6 separate regions of the Mus musculus genome follow, and all the other regions are linked to region 1. The links are chromatin contacts, called in public Hi-C, HiChIP or PLAC-seq and promoter capture Hi-C maps. All regions are on one chromosome and are shown on one strand. The core of a region is the stretch at or near the end of the contact, and the rest is flanking DNA. Distances in the headings are between cores, read along the strand shown.

Region 1 (3,368 bases), core at 226-2,725:
ATGTGCTACAACTAGCTAGATTAGACTTTTTTTTTAATACCAGTCACAATTCCCATCTGCAATTTTAAATGGATGGCAGGGAAAGGAAAAACAAGAAAAGACAAGGGAACTGGGGCTGGAGAGATGGCTCAGCAGAGGGCTTTTCCAAAGGACCTGGGTTCAGTCCCAGCACCCACATGGTGGCTCACAACCATCTGCAACTCTTCCAGGGGGATCCATAAGCACCAGGCACACACGTGGTGATGAACATACATATATACAAGTTAAATACTTATACACATGAAAAATACAAATAAGCCAACTTTTCTTTTCCTTTTTTAAGGAAAAGACAAAAGGATAAATACTTGTGTGGCTTCCTTTTCTTTTTTACTGCACCTCTAGGGATTTACTATATATATGCCCCAGATTGGCCTTGAACTCAGGTCGTCCTGCCTCTGCCTCCCAGGACACTGGGCCATCACACCTAGCTGTGTATATAAGTAGTCTTCTAATGATCTGTCCTGTCATCATACATAATCCCTGACACACTTACTGATTTTATATAACAAAAATGACAGTTCTGTGAGTGCAGAAATGCAGAGAGTGAGTGCCTTTACGTAATGTTTTAATGTCAATACAGACAGTAATTAAAAATCACCACTTACCTGACAGCCACTGTATAGGGTGGAATAAATTGATGCTGCTTAAGACTATAAAGGCTGTGATGCAGACGGGTAGAAGCACTACTGACCAAACGATGCTGGTAACTATCCTCCAACCCAAAACCTAAAATTAAACACAACTCTTCAATCAAGAAGTCAGTTACTCTAACTCAGACATGCAAATCCTGCTTCTCCATTTAGGCTATTAACATGAACCACTACTATTTGCATTCTCTTTACTTCTCTCCTTGCGCCCACTCCCCACCCCCCAAACACAGAATGGATGCAAGGAGGTGAGCTCTCCTTAGCTGAAGCCTAGAGTAGGCTGTCTTAAATAAACCATGAATATATGCTCGGTTTAGCGTCTCCCCAACCCCAGAGTCTGCTAAGGCCACATTCTTTCAACACAGAGCAGCCCTTCCCGTTTCCTAGCCCAAGGAATCAAGCCATTTATTATGCATTAGCTCGAATCACTAACCTTTTGCTCTACAACTTTTCCACCAAATTTCCATTCGGGCCATCCCAACCACGCTGACAAACTTCCACTTCGGACTCCAGCTCAACACCCCAGACCTAACTTCCACTCGGGGACGCCCACACACCCTTGCACCCAATCCCCGAGGCGGTCAGATCCCTACACGCTATTCCTAAAGCGCCTCCAAGACAGGCCCCTTTAGCCAAGCGCGCAGGCACCGCCAGAGAGGCAGGGAGCGCCACGGCTCGCTAACTCACGCGCCAAAGGATGTCCCGCGGCGACCCGCCGGCGCAGGGCCCGCTCGCAGCCGTGGCCATGGAGATGGCGGCCCCCGCTCTCAAGCGTGCCGGGGACAGAGTGTCCGCCCGCCACCACTGTTCAAAGGCAGGAAGGCCCCGGGAGGACCCAGCTGGGGCTGCCCGGTACGCTGCCTGGGCAGGGTTCTGCAAAGCCGCCAGACCATCTCTCCGCAGCTTCGCCTGAACAGACTCAACCGGCCAGAACTTCCCCGTAGCCACATGCCTCCAGGTGGGCTGTGACTCGAGGAAGCGTCCTCTGGAGTCCAAAAAGTCCTTCCGAAGCAGGGTCCATCTGGGCGTCAAAAACAAAGGGCGACGGTGCTGCATGCTGGGAACTGTAGTCTCGACGACCCCTGAGAACCAAGGGGAAGAGGAGCGTTGCATTCTGGAACTTGGAGTTCCAAAGTACAGGCTCGCGGTGTAACGAGAAGCAAGTTGGGGTGTCCTAGAACTGGAGTTACAGTTGTTGGCTGCCATGTGGTTACTGGGAATTAAACCCGGATACTCTAGAGGAGCAGCCTTTTACGGGACTCACCTCCCAGCCCCTCCCTTTCTCTTCTATTTTTTTCTTTCTTTTTTTTAACTAAAGCTGTAATAACCACTGGGAGTGAAAAGGTTGTTATATCACTTTTTCTTCCAGAATGCCATCTTTCTTCTTCTTTTTTTTTTAAAGATGCATTTATTTTATTTATATGAGTACACTGTAGCTGTCTTCAGACACACCAGAAGAGGGCATCAGATCCCATTACAGATGGTCCTGAGCCACCATGTGGTTGCTGGGAATTGAACTCAGGACCTCTGGAAGAGCAGTCAGTGCTCTTAAGAGTTGAGCCATCTCTTCAGCCCAGAATGGCATCTTTCTAAAAGTGAAACCACAGGATACTGAAGCTGCCGTCTTAATACTCAGTAACTTCACTGAATTCCTTTTATTAAAAATAAAGTGTTTTATTGATAAGAAAGGTATGTTTTGGTTTTTAGCTTCAGCTATTAATACTTGTTAAGTGCAGCATCTTGATCCTCACAGAGCCTCTATTTCTTCAAGTGTAAAATAAGGATAAAAACACAACATCCTGTTAATGGGGTAAAGATGTAAATACTATATACTATAAGACAACTATTGAAGGCTGGGGTGTGACTGAGTTGTAAAATGCTTTCCTGATATATACCAAACCCTACAGCACCTCCCAAAACATGGCAGCACTCAAGAAACTGAGGCAGGAGGCTATAAAGCTCAAAGCCATCCTTAGCTAGTGAGTTTGAGACTAGTCTGGAATATGTGAAACAGCTGTCTCCAAAAAGAAGATTACCATTGGTGGAGAGGTAGCTCAGCTAGCTACATAAGCATGAAGACAAGAATTCAGTACCTGGACTCCAGGAGGAAAACCTGAACATGGTGCTGGACAGGTGCTAGGCAGGTGCTGGGCAGGTGCTGGGCAGGTGCTGGGCAGGTGCTAGGCAGGTGCTGGGCAGGTGCTAGGCAGGTGCTGGGCAGGTGCTAGGCAGGTGCTAGGCAGGTGCTGGGCAGGTGCTAGGCAGGTGCTAGGCAGGTGCTGGGCAGGTGCTGGGCAGGTGGGCAGGTGTTGAGCAGGCAGAGATAGGGAGCTCTATGAGGCTTATAGCTAGTGAGCCAAGCCTACTCTGAGCTGTAGGCACTTGGGAGAAACAAGGTGGAGGGAGCCTGAGGAACAACACACAAAGTAGACTTCTGGCTTCCACACCCACATGCACAAATGTGCACACATACAAACACAAACATGCACACATACAACTTCTCACTGGCTCAAATTCCTCTCTCTGATTACTTTTGGCCTCATCAAAAACCTAGGTGAGTAGTGCTAACAGCTTTTTTACAATGCTAACATTCAACACCCTAGGAAGGCAGAGGTAGACATGGTGTCTTGCTCACTCTGTATAAACTCATAGGCTACCGAGAGAAACTGAGATGGCACAAGA
Region 2 (3,368 bases), core at 405-2,904, 450 kb before region 1:
ATCAATGCCTTCCTTCTGGGACTCCAGGGAGGGCTGGGCAGCCTTCCTTCTGGAATGGCTGAGGGCTCAGATGGACAGGAGACATGTGTGGCTCAGGTCCCATGAAGTGCTAGACAGAGACCAGGCCACGCAGGGCACGACAGGCAGGCAGGACAAACCTGGAACTTGGGCCTTGGAGGCAACCTGGCTCAGTCCTCAACTTTATGAACGGAGAGACGATGCCAGAGAAGCTGGGGCCAACCTGAGGTGACATTTCTAAGGTAAGCTTAGCAAAGCAATTCCTCCCTCACAGGACCCAACACGACAGAACTAAGAGCAGCTGAAGAGATCAGGCAAGAGCACTGGGAGGTGGCTCGGCTGATAAAGCGCCTGCTGCGTAAGCAGAACGGCCTGATTCTGCTCCCCTAGAACACATATTAAAAAAACAAGCCACGTATAACCCTAGGAGGGTAAGGGAAGACAATAGAACCCAAGAGCTTACTGGCCAGCCAGCCTAGCCAAATGTATTTAACATTCAATGATAGACCCTGTGTAAGCACAGTATGCATGTATGTATGTATGTATGTATGTATGTATGTATCTATAATCCATCCATTTATCCATCCATCCATCTATCTTTCTATCTATCTCAGAATCAAAAAGGAGCCACAGAACCACAGATTCAACTCTCCATGTTCCAAAATAAACATTTTAGAGTCTCAAAACCCCAAGCTAGACTGCTCAGGCCCTCTGGGTCAGAACGTGGGACACTCGGCCATCAAAGACTCTCACAAGCAAGCTGCAGAAGCCCAGAAACTCTCGTCATGGGATCTAACCCAGGTGCCAGGAGCAGTAGGCATGGCCACCCCTCCCCCACCGCAGGCCCAGGAATCCCGTTCCCACCGCTGACATATGGCCAGTCTGCGCAGGCAAGAGGCTGAAAGCTGTCCCTTCTGAACAGGGAGGGAAGTAAGTTCTCAACGGGAGACCCCCGCTTTGTACAAATGGATTCTTCACCCTCCTTGTTCTTTGGCTCTGGTCAGAAAGATTCCCAGGGCAGTGGCAAGAAGCCAAGCGCTGCCACGAAATGACTTTAACCAGCAGACAGGCTGGTAATAGGTTTCGGTGGGAAAAAGGCAGGAGCGGGGTGATTCATTCCAACTTGCTATGTGATAAAGAAAATTAAGGCATAATACTGCGGAGGCAGTGCCCCTGTTAACCTGTGCGGAATACCAATTACTCCAAGCTTCTCAAAATCGCTAGAAATAAAAAGAAAACCCCAGAAGAGTGTGATTGTGGCCCAAGGCTCATCTGGATTAGGGCTGTTTGTTTGCCCTGGCACCCTAATGATGAGAGGGAGGGAAAATTCCCCGTTACCTTGGAGACAGCGATGCCAAAGCGGGGGTGGGAGAGGAGAGGCAAGCCCACGTGCAGCCACTGATCTGCTTGGCAAGTGCTTAGGGTAGAGGGATCCCCAGGTTCACTCAGGGAGGGCTGGGTGCAGAGGCTGCTAGGCCTCCCCTTGTCCTTCCCTCTACGGCACCTTCAGTGCTAGGTGTAGCATACGGGAGGGGCTGCAGAGAGAACATCTGGTGTATTGCATGGATGCATCACCTGTCAATTTAAAAACCTATGGCCTATAGGAAAGGGTAGAAGAGAAGGTGGGACATCCGGGAGGCAGAAAGAATTCTGGGATAGAGCCAGGCACGGGAAGATTCACAGGGGAAGATGTGACGAGGGGGACACTTGGTGCCTGAGCCCAGGTAAGCAGCCATGTGGCAGAATGGATTATTACAGTTATGATCTAGTCAGAGAAGAGCCTAGCTATATGGCCAATTTATACTTTGAGTCTGGATCTTATTTCTGAGAGCACGGGGCTGGGAGGAAGAACCAGACCTAACTCACACAAGGACCAGTTTCACTCATCCTACTCGTAGGAGAGTCTCAGGTCTGTACTGCTGGAAGCCAAGAGAATCAGGAGCAGAAGGGGGGTGCTTACTGTGTGCCAGGCACCTGCCAGGTACTGGTGAACTCTGAAGTTAGGGAAGACTTCTGGGGGAGGGGGAGGGGGGAGGGGAAGCGGCGGGGGCAGCCTCCCTGCTCACAGGCCTCTGGACCACATCTCACAACTCTCGCTCCTTATACAAGCTAAAGATACCAACTGCCTTGAGCCAGCCTGCTCCCCAGTAAACCACCCCTCTATGGCTTGCATGGAGGTGAAGCCACCTATCATGCAATCATTGCTTGCACTACAGAACAAATTCACTCCCCTCCAAGTAGCCAGTTCCTCTGGGCATGGACGTTTGGGAGAGTCTCGTCTACTGCCTGCTGTGGTCTTCCTCCTGCCAGGAGCAGGTTAGAGGTCCCAGAGCTTAAATCCTGCCTCTGCCCCTATGTGACCTCATGCAGGCTACTTGCCTGGTATATATAATGTACTCTTAGATGAGGAATGTGAGACTTGGCCCTGACCATGGAGTGATGGCCACCACACTGCTCCTTAAGGTATACAAAGCCTATTACATATAGATCCTCGCTTGACTTGGTGCTGAGAAATGAACCTAAGGCCTCACGCATGCTCTAAAACTGAACGACACTATCTATCTATCATCTATCCATTTATTTTGGAGACAGGGTAGTAGATCACTCTGTCGCTCAGGCTGGCCTTAAGCTCACTGTGTAGCCAAGGACGGTCATGAACTTCTGACCCTCCTCCTACTTTTGCTATCATGCCTGATATCATGCAGTGCTAGGGATTGAACCCTGGGCCTCGCGCATGCTAGGTTAGCACTCTTCTAACGAGCAACCTGTCCAGTCATTACTTAGTTCTTACAGCTCTCCTGAAGTTCAGAGAGGGACAAGATGGCCTACATCACACAACGAATGAGTAGACCTACTAGGTCCAGTGCTCTCCAGCAGCTCAGGGTACTTCCTCTAAGGAAGGGGCTACAGTGGGAATTCAGAGCTTGATCCTGGTCAGTCCTGTGAAATAAAGAGGAGTACTCTTTCAAGAGCCTCTCTGAGCCACCGTGAAACTCTAACAGCATAAAAGATGCCTAAGGCATAAATTACCGGACAGGGCAATAGCCTGGGGGAACAGATAAAACCACTACAGGGAGTCCAGAGACTGGGCTCCAGTCCTGTCCCTCCATCCTGGCTCTGTGCTTGGATCGGCCTGGGTTTCCCCATCTGTCAAACACAGCACAAGGATTCCTGCCTCCTTCCCAATGCCAGTGCATACCTGCCAAACCTAGCTCCATCTTGCCTTCTGCCCAGACAGTCTGTGATCACTACCTCTGCCAGGAAGGCTCAAGAGGCCGCTGGGCACACAGCCCAGCCTGTCTCATGTTGCTCTCCAGCCAGGCCTGGACCTAGACCACACACAGGGAAGT
Region 3 (3,368 bases), core at 221-2,720, 430 kb before region 1:
CATTCATTCATAAAACCGAGCAAGGAAAAGCCCCTCGTGGCCCGAGCTGCGTGGAACTTTGAAGTGCGCGCTCCCAGTGAGGCCCAGATTGGGGATCCGATCCATAGAGCTAAGAGGTGTGCAGGGGCTGCCGCGTCCACGCCCACAGTCTCGGGCTAGTAGCTTCAGCAAGCCGCGCTGGGCTCCACCCTAAGCAGGACACGCCTGCCACCCAGCTCCCGCCGACAGCTGAGCCACCCATCCCAGAACAAGGCCGCCAGCCTGGGGCAGGTGGCCCCATGACGGATGCAGCCACGTGCGCAGCGGAGCATGATCCCCCCCCCCCCCCGTTTCCCCTCCCCTGGTCGCCGCGACTCACGGCAGTCGTCCTCGTCGCTGTTGTCCGAGCAGTCGTTGTCCTCATCGCATCTCCACACCAAGGGAATGCAGCGCTCGTTCCGACACCGAAACTGGTCCTCTTCACACTCCTTGACTGGCCCTGCGGGGGTTGGGGGCGGTGAGCTGGGTCACTGCACAGGAGCCCGCTCCCCACCCTGCAGCCCTGGCTGCCGAGAAGTCCAGCGGGTATGGGAAAGGGGGAGATATCGGTGAGCTCTGGATCTCCAAGCACCTTAATTCCGAGAAAGGACAGGATGCCACGGGTCCTCCACTGCAGGACCGACTGATGGCACAGCGAGACCCGACAAGCGCTTAACGGCCCGTGGCTATACCCCGCCTTCAGACACATTCACCCTTACACACAACGCCAAGTCAGGTCCACACAAACCTAGTCTGCGGGAAGCCCCGCACACTGGCGACACGCACCCGGTGCAGGGGCTCAGTCCCTTCACAACCTGTCAGTCTCCTCGGCCCACAGGGGTCCCCGGAAACGCATTGTCAGAAAAGACTGTACCACTTCGCTCATCGCCGCTATGGAGCGCGCGTGTCAAATTAAACCAAACCCCAGACCCTGAAGGACTACCCCCCGCAAAGTTCACGGGCCGGGGGGGGGGTGCCCGGCGCCCATCCCCCATTAAGAGGGTGCCCGGAGCTGGGGTAGAGCTTCGGTAACCAAAACCGTGGGGGTAGCGGGGAGGAGGTCCAAGGCAAATCCAGGGAGCTAGGGTCCCCGGAGCCTCTCTATCGGGACCTCGCCGTACAGCAACCCCCACCGCCGGCCGCGCTTTGTTGGTTGGCGGCTGCGAGCCGGCCCGGGAAGCGCCGTACGCACCTTGGCCGCCCGGCAGCGGATCCGCTGCGGAGAGATGCTGAAGCTGCAGCAGCAGCAACAGCAACAGCGCCAGCGGCCGGAGCGCGCCCAGTTCTGGGCGGCCCATAGCGGGCCCGGGGCTCCGGCCGCCGCGCCCCGAGACCCCCGCGCCGCCGCCGCGCCTCAGCCCGCCAAGTCCTTGCCGCGGCGCCGGGGCTGCCGCTGCCGCCGCCGCCACCACCACCGCTGCCGCCCGCCCCGGCTCCCCGGCTGCATTTCAAGCAGGTTCGGTGACGCTCGGCGGCGGGGCGGGCTCAGGCTGGGCGCGCGGCCCCGGCCCTGGGCAGCCGCCGCCGGCGCGCGCGCTCCCTCCCGCCGCCGCCTCCGCCCCACGCTCCTCCCGCCGCCGCCTCTTCTCCTCCCCCGCCTGTCCTTGTCCCCTCCTCTCTCGGTCCGAGCCCCATGATCCTGCTCTGTGTGCGCGCAGGTGCTAAGAGCTGTAGACGCTAGGACGAGCCCGGCTAGGCTCTGGCCCCCCTGGTTTCCCCGTGGAGGTGGCAAGAGGGTGAGAGAAGGAGGCGTATGGAGGAGAGCCCGAGCTCGGGAGAAGGAGACTCACAAGCCGTTGCAGTGAACGCGCAGAGCGCGGGAAGGCTGAAAGCATTGCCAGGGAGAATCTAGGGGTGCTGGGCAAGACCTGTCATAGCTTCAGATTAGATGAGTCGCTTTCTGCGACCGTGTGCATCTGTGATTATCACTGTGTGATCCTGAGAGAGGTGAGTGTCTGGTGCACAGACTGTTATCCATATTCATCCTTCTCTGTTGGACCCCGCAGAGGAGCAGATCAAGGGCCCTGAAGACATGGCAAGGTAACCCTTGCTGCTGCAGAGAAGGGCAAGGACTGTGGAGGCCCAGATGTGTCATCCTTGCCGCCAGAGGCAGCACATCTAGTGTCTCTGGGCTCCACTAGCCTCTGCACAAAGAAGGCCCCTCCTCTAGCAGTGCGACCCCACCTCCCCTACTCTTCCTTGTCAGAAGGGCAACGCTTAGACTGGATTTCAGCCACCTGCCGGTGAGCCTGGCCCAGCAGCACAACAATCTCAGAGTGTGATTCTTGGGCACGGGTTGTAAACCAGGCCCGCGCGAGGGTGCCAAGGCCCAGTGTTAAATAGGCCCTCTCTCTTCAGAAAAAAAAAAAGGAAGAAAGAAAGAAAGAAAGAAAGAAAGAAAGAAAGAAAGAAAGAAAGAAAGAAAGAAAGAAAGAAAGAAAGAAAGAGAGAAAGAGAGAAAGAGAGAAAGAGAGAAAGAGAGAGAGAGAGAGAGAGAGAGAGAAAGAAAGAAAGAAAGAAAGAAAGAAAGAAAGAAAGAAAGAAAGAAAGAAAGGGAAAGAGAGAGAAAGCAAGCAAGCAATCGTGGAAGCTGTGATTCCTATGCCAAGCTGGATGGGTGCACAGCCCCGCTAGGTCAACAGTCCTCTCAGTCTCATATCTTCCCCCGCAAAGGGTAGCCCATGACAATAGCTATGGCAACCACAGACCTTGGGAAACCACAAGTGCATCATCCTTTGGTCACGTTAAGGCTCCATGGGTCTGGAAGTCCTGGCCACAGTGAGGGGAAGACAGACCATCAACAGAAGAAATCTTACACAGCATGTGCTGTGTGTGTTGTGCCCAAGGCTGCAGCATCGTAAATAAGGTACTTCCCCAACCTCCCGATGTTACATATTAGTTAGAAGAGAGAAATACAGAAGAAGAAAAAAAAAAAGAGTTCTATCACACTATCACAGCATCATAGTTGTGATGAGAAAATAAACAACATGAGAGCACGGAGGTAAGTTAGAGAGGCGATCATGTTTCACTGACAGCGAGGAGCCTGACCACATGACGGTCAAACGCATGCTATTCTTGGCAGAGGGAAGAGCAATGGAGACACATCCCATCGTGGTAAACTAGTGATGGGAGAAGTAAGCGCATGGTGGTGGGGAGGAGCTTTGGGGAGTCCACAAGGCCCAATCACAGGATAGCTTTGTAGGCCACAGTAAGGAGTTTGGATTTTGTCCCAAGCACAATGATACCCACTGCGACACCCTCGAAGGTTAGGATGGACCCCCTCCTGCAACCCAGATTCACCTGTCCAGCCTCACATGGCTTCTGCTCTGCACTCCTGGGAAACTCAGTCC
Region 4 (3,368 bases), core at 550-3,049, 350 kb before region 1:
AAGGAGAACATAGCCCCAGGTGTCACCGAACTGGCTCCTACTTGCAAATATTTACAAAGTCCCATTCTCCTTCCAAACCTCTTCCTCTCTCTTCTTGGTGGTGGCTATGCATAGCGTGAATTCGTGACTGCATCTTGAAGGCTCTGCAGCCAGCTGAGTGTAGTGACTTCTAGGAGTCTCCAAACACTGTGTGAAGGAAGCGTCTTCCCTCCATACCAGGCTGCTCCCTGATACCATGGCTAGCTGCAGTCTCTCCAGATCAGAGCCAGTGGTCAGGAGGGAACATGTCAGAGCAGGGTACCATCCTAGACCCTTAATACAGCTCATGTTGTAGGATCCCCAACTAGAAATTATTTTGTTCTACTTCATAATTTTGCTATGGTTGTAAATTTTAACGTAAATATCTGATATGCCAGAGATATCTGATACATGACCTCAAAGGGGTCAAGACCCACAGGTTGAGAACCTCTGCTCTAGGATTAAGGTATTTGGTTTTGTCTGAGTGGTTTTAAATGGGCGGGGGTGGGCACTTCAGAGCCTTTGAGATCAGTGCAGGAAGATGCTGGAGGCAAGTTGACTGGTCACAGGTTGTGATAGCTATCTGGTCAAGCCATAGGTGACCGAGCATGAGTCATGGAATAGAAATCTTAATGGGCGAGACAGACACACAAACAGTTGAGACTCTTCCCCATACGCCCCTCCCCCATCCCCTATTTTTAGGTCAAAGAAATTTCTCAACTGAAAGACTTGCCCAGCCGTTGGCAGCTCAAGCCACCAGACCTTCTTTTTCACTCTCTCCTCTGCCTTCAGGGCTTCTTCACCCCCACCTACCCACCCATCTGGGCCACTTCTGTTCAGCTTCCAAAGCTTTGCCAACATCCAAGCAGTTCACCATGGCTGCTGGTACGAGAGAGTGCGCGACTCTACCTGTGCACACCTGGGTGTCTGGTGTACACTTCCACTGGAGCTATGTATGCACTGGCCTCTTCTGGGAGACACTGAACGATAGCTAGGGATAGTTTCATTTTTGTGTTCCTATGCCCAAGGCAATACCCATCGCATGGTGAGCAGGAAGCCAAGCTAACGAATGCATGCATGAATGAATGCATAAATGAGCACACGCACAAAGCAGTGAATGCATGAATGAGCATGTGAACAAGTGTCCCCGGGAAGATTCCCTTTCCCTCTTTTCCAGCCACCAGGGCGATGACAGCCTTACACTTGTTAGCTTTGCTTTCAGACCGTGTGCACTGTCCCGAGAATGCTTTTAAATGAAACTTCAGTTTTGGAAAATTAATGAGCATCTCATTTGGCAAGGTGGCAAGTTTGAAACACCCGACATGAGCAAAAAATATTTGAGTGTAAGGGAAAGGTAAGGTTAGGGAGAGGCGTGTGATCTGGGGCTACAGATTACAGTGGTTGGTCTCTGGAGCATAATTGCAGACACAAATAATCCCAAATCTGGGAGGCCAGAGGTCCTGTCACAAGTGACCTTGGAATGCATTTGTATTGCATCTCCTCTCCTGAAAGGAGGCAACTGGGAGAAGCTTTGGAATCGGCAAGGAACACCGGGAAAGAGACAATGTTATTATTCTGCCTCAATGATAAAATGTTGCCTTGAGAATTCAGTGCTAGCTTCGCCTGTTCTCCCGAAGAAAGAATATTCTAATATGACGTGCCTTCCTTCCCCTTACTAAGGACTGCATTAATTAGGGAATACTTTCTGAAGTGTAAAATGAAGTCTCTGAGTAAGCACAATTCTTTGCAGAAAGTAGGAAGCCCACAAGTCAGGCAGCCCTACCCTCAGATGTGAAGCCATCTGTGATTTCAGAACAAGCGGTTTTGCTAGCTGGAGGTGGTACGCTGTTGTGAAATGCTAAATTAAATACCACGACACGTTATTATGGCTTCAAAAAGTAGTTACAGGCTTCAATAAGCACACTTTTATCACAAGAACACACAACCTAAAGCCAAAATAGTTCAGTTTAGCATGCCAAAAATCTGCTCACCCCATACATTGTTAGACAGAGCAGTGGGAGAAGGCACCCGGAATTTGCTACCATTTCTCTCCATGGTAGCCAACATCTCCTATCTTCTTTGGCAGGGAGGCCATTTTTCTAGGCTGTATTTTGCACACAGAAATCTGCATACAGTGATTTGCATACCAAAACCACATTTGTAAAAAGAAACTGTTTGCAGGGAAGCCAGAGGGATAGGGTTGCCACCGTTGGCTTCTCTGTACAGTGCCCCCAGGTGGCTTGCCTTTCATTCTCCTCTGTGCTGAACCCCCCCGCCCCCCCACAAAGTGTTACGCACTTTATGAGGCATTAAAAATTAAAGCAAATGTATTCTGTGTATTTCCACAAACCACTCTAACAATAACAATCAGGCAGAATCATCCTTGCCAACAAACAGCCCATCCATTGTTCATTAAAAGGCTTGTAGTGGTAACTCTAAGACCCACAATACACCCAGATTTTATTGTATATCATTTTAAATATAATCTGTCTTCAGGGCAGGTGCTGTGATACCGGCTTTTATATAGGGGGAAACTGAGGCAAGCCAGATGTAGCAAGGCCAGGTTTGGAAACCTACTCCTTCGTCCCCTCCCACCTTCACCCTCTTTCTCTATGTTACACACTGTTGTGCCCCAACCCCACTTTGGCTGACCCAATCAGTCTGAGGTGCGGTTCCATGTTGGGAGAAGGGTACCACTTTGGTTTCCCACCTTTTTTTTTTTTTTTTTTTTTTTTTTTTTTTTCTGACCAGACCCGGGGCGCATGACCACACCTAAAGCTCAGTGAAGGTGTCTCATAAATTAATCCAGGGGCACACTGAGGTGAATCCAGGGGCAAGTGGCTTGTGATGATGATAACGGTGTCAAGAGAGCAGGATGGGTGGCTGCACAAAGGCCACACATGGTCATTGAGATGCAGCAGAAGTCTGAGGCTCAGTGCGCATGCGCCTCAGTACCAGACCAGCTGCGCTCTCAGAGACATAGCTCGTTGGTGTGGGCTTAATTATAATGCTACTTAAAGAGACCTTATCAGAAGCAAGTCAGATACTCTGTGCACTTACGTAAAGAAAAGTCAGTAGTAGTTTTTTTAAATTGGTTTATCTGATGAGCATTTTAGATTTTTCCAGTTTACAGCATTTGAAAGAAATTAGCCATTTCTGCAAAGAAGATAAAGGACAGATGGAAAAGGCTGCAAAAGCTTGCAAAACACAGGATTATAAACGTTTGCTTTCTTTAAAGTTGTCCCTTTGTTTTTATGTTTTTCTCCCTTAATCTCCATTTCCAAGCACAAAACTAAACTAACCTTTAGTCATATTCATGTTTAATCAGACCAGCATTGTCTGCGGGCTAG
Region 5 (3,368 bases), core at 395-2,894, 320 kb before region 1:
TTTTAGTTCTGATCTTAGTCATAGTCGCGCTGAACATAGTCGCGCTGCTTCTGACCCTCTGAGATGGCCTGCTTACTATTTAAAGCACTGCCTGTCTTTACCTTTTGAAAACCTTTTGAAAGACACCATAGATATTTCTTTTGAAAAGGAAAAAAAAAGAACCACAGCCTGGCGTAGTGGTGCATGCCCTTAACCCAGCACTCAGGAGGCAGATAGCGTGTGTGTGTGTGTGTGTGTGTGTGTGTGTGCGCGCGCGCGTGTGTATGTGTGTGTATACACACATATATGTATATATATTTAAATGACAGGTTGTATGTAGGCTATTAGATTTTTTTTCATGGAGATTGTGCTTGCTTGTGTGTGTGTGTGTGTGTGCATGTATGTGATTTTTTTTTCTTTTGGGTGGAATTACTCTCCAAAGCTGGGAGCTCCCCTTCTCTCAGAGTGAACCGACTGGAACACATGCTTTGTCACAAAACAAGCAAATTGTGGCTCCTTGTGATATTGGTAGATTCTGGGAATAAAGGCCATCCTGGAGGGGCAAGCCCCCCTAAGTTAGGTCTGAACACACCGTGCTGTGTGCCCTATACTGGGTGAGCAGATGTCTGAGGAAGGCTCTTGCAAATGTTTACTTATATGGCCCCTCTCCTGAGAGAAGTATGCATGCTTCATCAATGTATTTCCAGTGGCTAGGGAATTTTTTTTTAAGTAGTTGTGTTTGGCTTCATAAAGACAATTAAAAGACCATATGAAACAAGAAACACACACACACACACAAACACACACACACACAAACAAACCCAAAAGCCAGTAATTCAAATTAGTTCCGAACTATCATGTTTTGCTTTAGAACATTATTTTTGTTTTTGCTTTTTGTTTTTTGTTTTTCGAGACAGGGTTTCTCTGTGTAGCCCTGGCTGTCCTGGAACTCACTCTGTAGACCAGGCTGGCCTCGAACTCAGAAATCCGCCTGCCACTGCCTCCCAAGTGCTGGGATTAAAGGCATGCGCCACCAACGCCCGGCACTTTAGAACATTATTAAGCATGCATTTTTCAGACCCTAGTGCTTACACAAACAGGACTCAAAAACTCATGGTTTCTGCAATGCCTGTAAGTAACCAACACTGCACTAAGCGCTGAAGAATATTCTGGAAGCAGAACTGCTCTTTTTCTCTACAGAGGAGCGAGATGAAGCAGAAGCAGCTGCTTCGGGGAGGAAAAACACAGTGTTCTCTGGAACTTTCCAATAGTACGGGTTTACTAACAGCTCTGTTCATTGGGAGTTTTAAAACCCTCGACCGTTGAGTAGAAGTCCGCCTTTTTTCAAAAAAAAAAAAAAAAAAAAAAATCTATTTTCCAGTTACAATTTGGCGGGAACAGGAAGTTTGAAAATTCAAGTGCCGAAAACTTCAAATAACTCGTATGACATACATGTAATAAGTATTTCATTTTTAATTTACACCGTACACCATTGCCCAACACACAGAAACACGGTAAATTTAGCACACACACACACACAGAAAGTGGAAAAAATGCAAGAGTCCTATTGCAGTTCTCCGGACATTCAGCGAGCTGTTTTGTTACAAGTGTATCCAATGTCCCCAGCACCAGGGACTTATGGGGGCACCGCTCATTCCTGCTTCACTTGCTCTGCAGCTTCGGGAAGTGGTGGCTGCGTTTGGAAGCAGAGCTTGCCCAGCTAGACGACAAGATGCTTCGCGCCCCCAAGTGCTCTAGGTGCCGGAACCATGGCTATCTGGTACCAGTCAAGGGCCATACGGGCAAATGCCGCTGGAAGCAGTGCATCTGTGACAAGTGCTACCTGATCACCGAGCGCCAGAAGATCATGGCTGCCCAGAAGGTTCTCAGAACCCAAGCTGCCGAGGAGCAGGTGGCGACCGTGGGCACGCAGGGTCCCCAGCTGCCTCCTAGGGCTCCAGCAGCGGCGGCCACCGCCTTGAGCTCCAGCATTTGCCCACTGCCTAGGGCGGTTCCGGGAGGCGTTGGGCCAGGCCCCACGGCCACTTGCTTCCTCGAGAGGCCCCCGCAGGCCCCGAGCCCAGGCCCGAGCACCTTCCAGCTGGGCCCAAGTGGCCGCCCGGGCCCCAGCACCTTCCAGCCTGGACCAGGGGCCCCCGGGGGACTGCGCGACCGTTCCTCCGCGTGGCTGCCCCAGCTCATGCCACAGGCGCCCAGGCCGGAGCTTTGCTACCCGGATCAGCACCTGCCAGTGCGGCCCGTGCCAGTGCCAGGGCCAGTGCGGCCCGTGCCCCGACTGCCGTTCGCCGACTACGGTAAGCCCAGCCTCGTGCAGCCGACGGTTCCTCCGGCCTGTACCAGGCCAGCAGCCTCCGGCTCTAAGCTGGAGTCCCAGACTGGTGCCGGGGTGGGAAAGGCGCCTTCCCCAGGTAACCCCGCTTGAGAACCTGTTCCCAGACAAGGATTTGGGTGGGTGGCTTCTGATGATAGCAATGGGAAAAAGCTGGTAGGGAAGAATGTGCAGTGCAGGGGGGCTTTGTTGAGATGCAGTTTTCTGCCTCTGTACTTTTGCAAGAGGAAAAAAAAGATGGCAGCTGGGCAGCTTTGGCAGTGGCGCCTTTCCGTGGCCCCTCTAGCGCGTTTGCACGGCATCCCTTCCCCCCTCCCAGGTCTAGATCTCTTGTGCCTGCGTGGCAACCCCTCCCCCTCCCCGCCTGCCATTTTTCTCCTGCTGGAGAGTCTTTTTCTGAGTGGCTGTTCACCTTAAACTGCGCCTGCGCACCCTCCTTTCACTGAGCCGAGGCTAATTTATCCTAACTGCAGTGTCTAGCCTAACGCACCTGTACTCACACTCACTTGTTCCATTTCACCTGATGTGGTGGGGAATAAAACTTTCTGCTAGTTGGCCAGGGGGATGGGCTGGTTCACTAAGATTTTTTTTCCCCCTCGCTTTGTGCATTAATTACATTGTTTCTTTATGCTGTAGGTTGCTTTCCTGGTTGAAGTAGATTTCTTGAGTTTTTTTAAAATTATATTTATATCTTATAATTTATTTATTATAATGCATTGGTGTTTTGCCGGCATGCATGTCTGTGTGAGGGTGTCTTATCCTCTGGAACTAGAATTACAGGCAGGTGTGAGCTGCCACATGGGTGCTAGGAATTGAGCCTGGGACCTCTGGAAGAGCAGCCGGTGCTCTTAACCTCTTAACCGCTGAGCCACCTCTCTAGCCCCTGAAGTATGTTTTCAAGTAATGTAAAATTTGAGGCTCTTGGAATGCGGCTCTTTGGGATGAAGACTTGGGTTTTTGGGGGGGGTAGAGGGGGTTACTTTCCTTAGGGCTATGTAGAAAGAGTCTGAGTCGAGGGGATGCCCATGTGTAGCCTTGG
Region 6 (3,368 bases), core at 268-2,767, 300 kb after region 1:
TCTAAGCAGAGGCGGGGAATTTGGATTCAGAAGGCCTCTCCTACTGTGCAGGAGCTCTTTGACTTTGGTGTGTTTCTGAGGCTGGGCCACCAGTGAGAATGAAGTTGGTGTCTCACTCTTTCTGTATTCTGCCAAACACCTGGCATACAGGAAGCTCCCATGGCCTGGTGAGTGTTCGTTCCCTCTATAGTCCGGGAGCTGGGTACAGGATTTGGTGTTGTAAGGCAGAAGGCACAGGACACGGTCCCTGTCCTTGTTAAGACCTAGCACGGTGTTATACTCATCCAGTCACTCCATCTGTACTGTGCATCAGATAACTGAGTGAATGGTGCCTCTCTTTATGGCAATTACTCTTAGCATTTGGGAAGGAGATGTACTAAGACAAATGAAAATGCTTTAACTGTAAACTGCTGGGTAGTCTGAGTGTTAGTCATATTGTCCTCTGCCTCTTTTGCATTCATGGGGGTTAAATAGTCCTATTGTCTCAGTCGTTTTGGAAACTGGTAGACAAGGTGGCCACTTCATGCACAATTTTAAAGATGAAGTTCCTTCCCATCTGGGAGGCACAATCCCTGTTGCAGCCTCGCCCTGGATGCTTATCCCTACTCTTCAGGCCTTGGCTGAAAGGTCATCTCCTCTCAGAGACCTTCTCAAGTGTTCCCCTTGTCATTACCAAGCACCTTATTTGTTCTACTATGTATTCATTTGTTAACCTAAAGTGTGTGTCACGCAACTGCTCTAGAAGCCAGGGAGAGTTCACGGGCCGGTCACTAAACAATGCAACTCTGACAGTGGTCAAACAAGAGAAAAGACCTAAGGGACAGGAAGCATGTGTGTGTTGCCACCGTTCACGTCGTGCACTCATGTACTCACTCGGTGGTCCCTCAACCTATGCCCACCCGATGCTTACTTAGCACAGTCCTCACTCTGACCCCCGCAGCGAGCCTGCCAGAAGCCAGTGCACTGGACCCGCCTCCGGGAATCGGAAAACTTAGCAGCAGCAGAGCAAAAGTAACTCGCGTTCGGCGCCGGGCGAGCCGCAGTGCCAGCAGTCGGCCGCCAAGCTGGCATAGAAAGAGGTACCCGGGCCACTCGCAGGCTCTGGGAAGCCGCAGCCAGGAAAGTGTGGGCAACGCTGAGAAGGGCGGAAAGGATGGCAGTTCCAGAACTCATGAGGCGTCGGACCCGCTAAGGCATTTTAACTCCTAATTTTACAGCGAGGAGACCGGGCCCTCTCACGTTCTAAATGCCTAAGGGTCAAAGGCGTGCAAAGTACAGATCTGAGGTCCCTACGCTCCTCCGCGCCGGCCGCGAGCTCCACCACCGCGCTCACCTACCTACCAGCAAGTTTCTTCACGTGTGGCACTTCAGAAACCCCAAGCAAAGAGCACCTTCCAGGTTCCACCAATAAGGATGGGAACTGCCTGAGGGGCGGGGACAAAGCAAGCATATTCTAATTGTGATTGGGTGAAGTGTCTGTCATTCGCAAAAACCCGTCATTGCGCTCCGCCCCTTTGGCTCCCAGCAGTCCCTGCACGGGCAAAGATGGCGGCGTCCAGGTAGAGGTTTTGTAGAAACGGAGTCGGTATGGCCTTGGCGTCCGGGCCCGCTCTGCGGGCACTCGCTGGCTCTGGAAGGCTCGGCCTCGGAGGTTACGGGACTCCGAAACGTGGGGCGTATGAGTGGGGCGTGCGCTCCACGCGGAAGCCCGAGCCTCGCCCCCTGGACAGGGTGTACGAGATCCCCGGTCTGGAGCCCATTACCTACGAGGGCAAGAAGCACTTCGTCCCGTGGCTGGCGAGGCCGATCTTCCCGCCGTGGGAGCGCGGCTGGAATGACCCACGCTTCCACCGTGCCGCCCCGATCCACGAACAGACTCTGTACAAGGAAGAACCCTGCTACATCTTCCACCAGCGTTGCCGACTCCTGGAGGGTGAGGTCTCAGGACAAACGGGAGGAGACGCTGTCCCAGGCTCAGCAGTGACCCCGAGCCTGGGGAAGTTTCTTCCTCTGGAAGTAGAATAGAGTAACACCCGGCTTCCAAGAGTTGTCAGATCAAGGTGTTTGTGAAAGGGAGCAATGGAGAATGTGTGCAGAGAGGAGGGGATTTGTCTCCATGCGTGGAGAGGTGATAATAAAGCAGGTCTACAACGCTCCTTTTCTGGGGGTGTCTTTTGTTAAAATAGGCCTGGGATATGTTTTCAAAGAAAGGATTTGCACCCAAAAGTCTACCCACTTAATAACAGGTCAGAATGTCTTGAGCCTTTTCCTGAGTTGGAGGCCAGCCTAATCTACAGAGTGAATGAGTTCGAAGACAGTCAGGGCTACACAGAGAAACCCTGTGGGGAGGCGGGGGAGATACATCAATGTCTCAAAGTCATTCTGTTTCTTAAGAGGAGTGTCAGGAACTGTTTTCCAGAGTTGAACCCTCTCAGGATCAGGATGAGGATAGGGAAGATCCTAAAACCAAAAACAACTGAAGTCTGTGGGAGCAGAGATTCCAAAGGATAACTAGGAAATACAGAGACCCAACAAGGTTTGGAGCCAAATTAAGAGAATCAGTCATAAGTTTGGAAAAATCGATAGCCATAGGCCAGCCTCCTAAAAGGCCCACTTCTATGCCTGCAAGCTGATATTTTTGGCCATTAACCATTTTCTGTGAACTCAGGAGGTGCTGTGAAGGATCTCACAGACACGACCCCTTTGCATTACCCTGACAACGAATGCCTAGTGGATGGATGTGTTTCAGAAGTTAGGATTGCACCTGGAGATGGTGGTGCATGCCTTTAATCCCAGCCCTCAGGAGGCAGAAGCAGGAAGATCTCTGTGAGTTCAAGTCAGCCTGGTCTACTGAGTGAGTTCCAGGATAGCCAGGGCTACACAGAGAAACCGTGCTTTAGGAAAAAAGATCAGAAGTTAAGATTGCATTCATTGAACCAGTCTGAAAATGTATTTTCTATCCTACACTTTCTCAATGTACAGAGAGGTCTTATAAAATCCCAATAAACCCTTGTGAGATATGGCCCTGAGAAGCAGACTGGGGTTATAGAGAGACTGTGGACTTTATGGTAGACAGTCTCAGGTTCTCCTCTTACCTGTATTACCTTAAAGATAGGCAACTTGAAGCAAACTCAGTCTGTCCAAGTTTCCCCCTTCATGTCAGAATCCCATCTAACTTGTAGGTAAGTTCATGGCACAGGAGGTGACATTCAGTAAATGGCAGCTCTAAATACTTTATATTTTGTTAGGTGCTAGAGAGCCATAAAACATGGCTTGAGATTGCTAGCAGAAAAACATCACAGAGCTGGGATTTTATTTGAAGGGCTGGTATCCACTGAACTAGTCTCACAGCTTTGATTTCTCTGTGG

The links. Promoter capture Hi-C pulls out the DNA fragments that hold promoters and counts their contacts. A called contact is a pair of places that touch in the nucleus more often than the background predicts. HiChIP or PLAC-seq counts read pairs in DNA pulled down with a chosen protein or histone mark. Capture Hi-C pulls out chosen DNA fragments and counts their contacts.
Region 2: an H3K4me3 HiChIP or PLAC-seq map of forebrain shows a contact between it and region 1, with 3 times the contacts expected there. The contact joins the promoter of Lrp8os2 here to the promoter of Ndc1 in region 1. A contact is called at or near these places in 6 of 39 promoter capture datasets (the 3T3-L1 cell line, 3T3-L1-derived adipocytes, cranial neural crest and 3 more), 1 of 15 datasets of contacts at CTCF or cohesin (the NIH/3T3 cell line) and 3 of 115 datasets of contacts at active chromatin or transcription factors (astrocytes, embryonic forebrain and forebrain).
Region 3: an H3K4me3 HiChIP or PLAC-seq map of the SCID.adh cell line shows a contact between it and region 1, with 11 read pairs. The contact joins the promoter of Lrp8 here to the promoter of Ndc1 in region 1. A contact is called at or near these places in 2 of 39 promoter capture datasets (the 3T3-L1 cell line and hippocampal neurons), 1 of 484 Hi-C or Micro-C datasets (embryonic stem cells) and 4 of 115 datasets of contacts at active chromatin or transcription factors (the SCID.adh cell line, embryonic limb bud, extraembryonic endoderm stem cells and 1 more).
Region 4: a promoter capture Hi-C map of hippocampal neurons shows a contact between it and region 1, with 5 times the contacts expected there. The contact joins the enhancer-like site here to the promoter of Ndc1 in region 1. A contact is called at or near these places in 6 of 39 promoter capture datasets (the 3T3-L1 cell line, frontonasal cranial neural crest, hippocampal neurons and 3 more), 3 of 484 Hi-C or Micro-C datasets (cortical neurons, embryonic stem cells and palatal mesenchyme) and 2 of 115 datasets of contacts at active chromatin or transcription factors (embryonic limb bud and stem cell-derived neural progenitor cells).
Region 5: a promoter capture Hi-C map of pancreatic islet shows a contact between it and region 1, with 4 times the contacts expected there. The contact joins the promoter of Dmrtb1 here to the promoter of Ndc1 in region 1. A contact is called at or near these places in 4 of 39 promoter capture datasets (cranial neural crest, embryonic stem cells, hippocampal neurons and 1 more), 13 of 115 datasets of contacts at active chromatin or transcription factors (the SCID.adh cell line, astrocytes, embryonic basal ganglia and 8 more) and 2 of 9 other capture datasets (embryonic stem cells and pancreatic islet).
Region 6: a Hi-C map of CD8 T cells shows a contact between it and region 1, with 1.9 times the contacts expected there. The contact joins the promoter of Mrpl37 here to the promoter of Ndc1 in region 1. A contact is called at or near these places in 2 of 39 promoter capture datasets (the HPC-7 cell line and liver), 4 of 484 Hi-C or Micro-C datasets (CD4 T cells, CD8 T cells, cortical neurons and 1 more), 3 of 115 datasets of contacts at active chromatin or transcription factors (the SCID.adh cell line, bone marrow-derived macrophages and pancreatic cancer cells) and 1 of 9 other capture datasets (liver).

The regions. Positions count from the first base shown.
Region 1 is chr4:107,366,154-107,369,521 of GRCm38.p6, reverse strand. Ndc1 (NDC1 transmembrane nucleoporin) reads right to left here and starts at 1,475. Exons shown (of 18, transcript NM_028355.4): 1 at 1,374-1,475; 2 at 645-765. The coding sequence starts at 1,433.
Region 2 is chr4:107,821,308-107,824,675 of GRCm38.p6, reverse strand. It overlaps Lrp8os2 (low density lipoprotein receptor-related protein 8, apolipoprotein e receptor, opposite strand 2), which reads left to right and starts at 1,654. Exons shown (of 2, transcript NR_151515.1): 1 at 1,654-1,742. All of the region lies in intron 2 of Lrp8 (low density lipoprotein receptor-related protein 8, apolipoprotein e receptor), which reads right to left.
Region 3 is chr4:107,800,361-107,803,728 of GRCm38.p6, reverse strand. It overlaps Lrp8 (low density lipoprotein receptor-related protein 8, apolipoprotein e receptor), which reads right to left and starts at 1,470. Exons shown (of 20, transcript NM_053073.3): 1 at 1,211-1,470; 2 at 359-478. The coding sequence starts at 1,316. It overlaps Lrp8os3 (low density lipoprotein receptor-related protein 8, apolipoprotein e receptor, opposite strand 3), which reads left to right and starts at 1,665. Exons shown (of 2, transcript NR_168096.1): 1 at 1,665-1,965.
Region 4 is chr4:107,716,687-107,720,054 of GRCm38.p6, reverse strand. The region is part of intron 3 of 1700047F07Rik (a long non-coding RNA gene); the gene reads right to left. Among named protein-coding and RNA genes, the nearest start is that of 1700047F07Rik, 29 kb to the right of the region's middle. Within about 2 kb of position 1,799, at least 61 of the 459 cell types and tissues checked have an H3K27ac peak or open chromatin away from gene starts, as enhancers often do. A contact at or near this core is called in cortical neurons and hippocampal neurons, where this site is marked.
Region 5 is chr4:107,682,506-107,685,873 of GRCm38.p6, reverse strand. It overlaps Dmrtb1 (DMRT-like family B with proline-rich C-terminal, 1), which reads left to right and starts at 1,644. Exons shown (of 4, transcript NM_019872.2): 1 at 1,644-2,294. The coding sequence starts at 1,712.
Region 6 is chr4:107,065,015-107,068,382 of GRCm38.p6, reverse strand. It overlaps Mrpl37 (mitochondrial ribosomal protein L37), which reads left to right and starts at 1,517. Exons shown (of 7, transcript NM_025500.2): 1 at 1,517-1,933. The coding sequence starts at 1,588. Cyb5rl (cytochrome b5 reductase-like) reads right to left here and starts at 1,389. Exons shown (of 7, transcript NM_001346552.2): 1 at 1,338-1,389.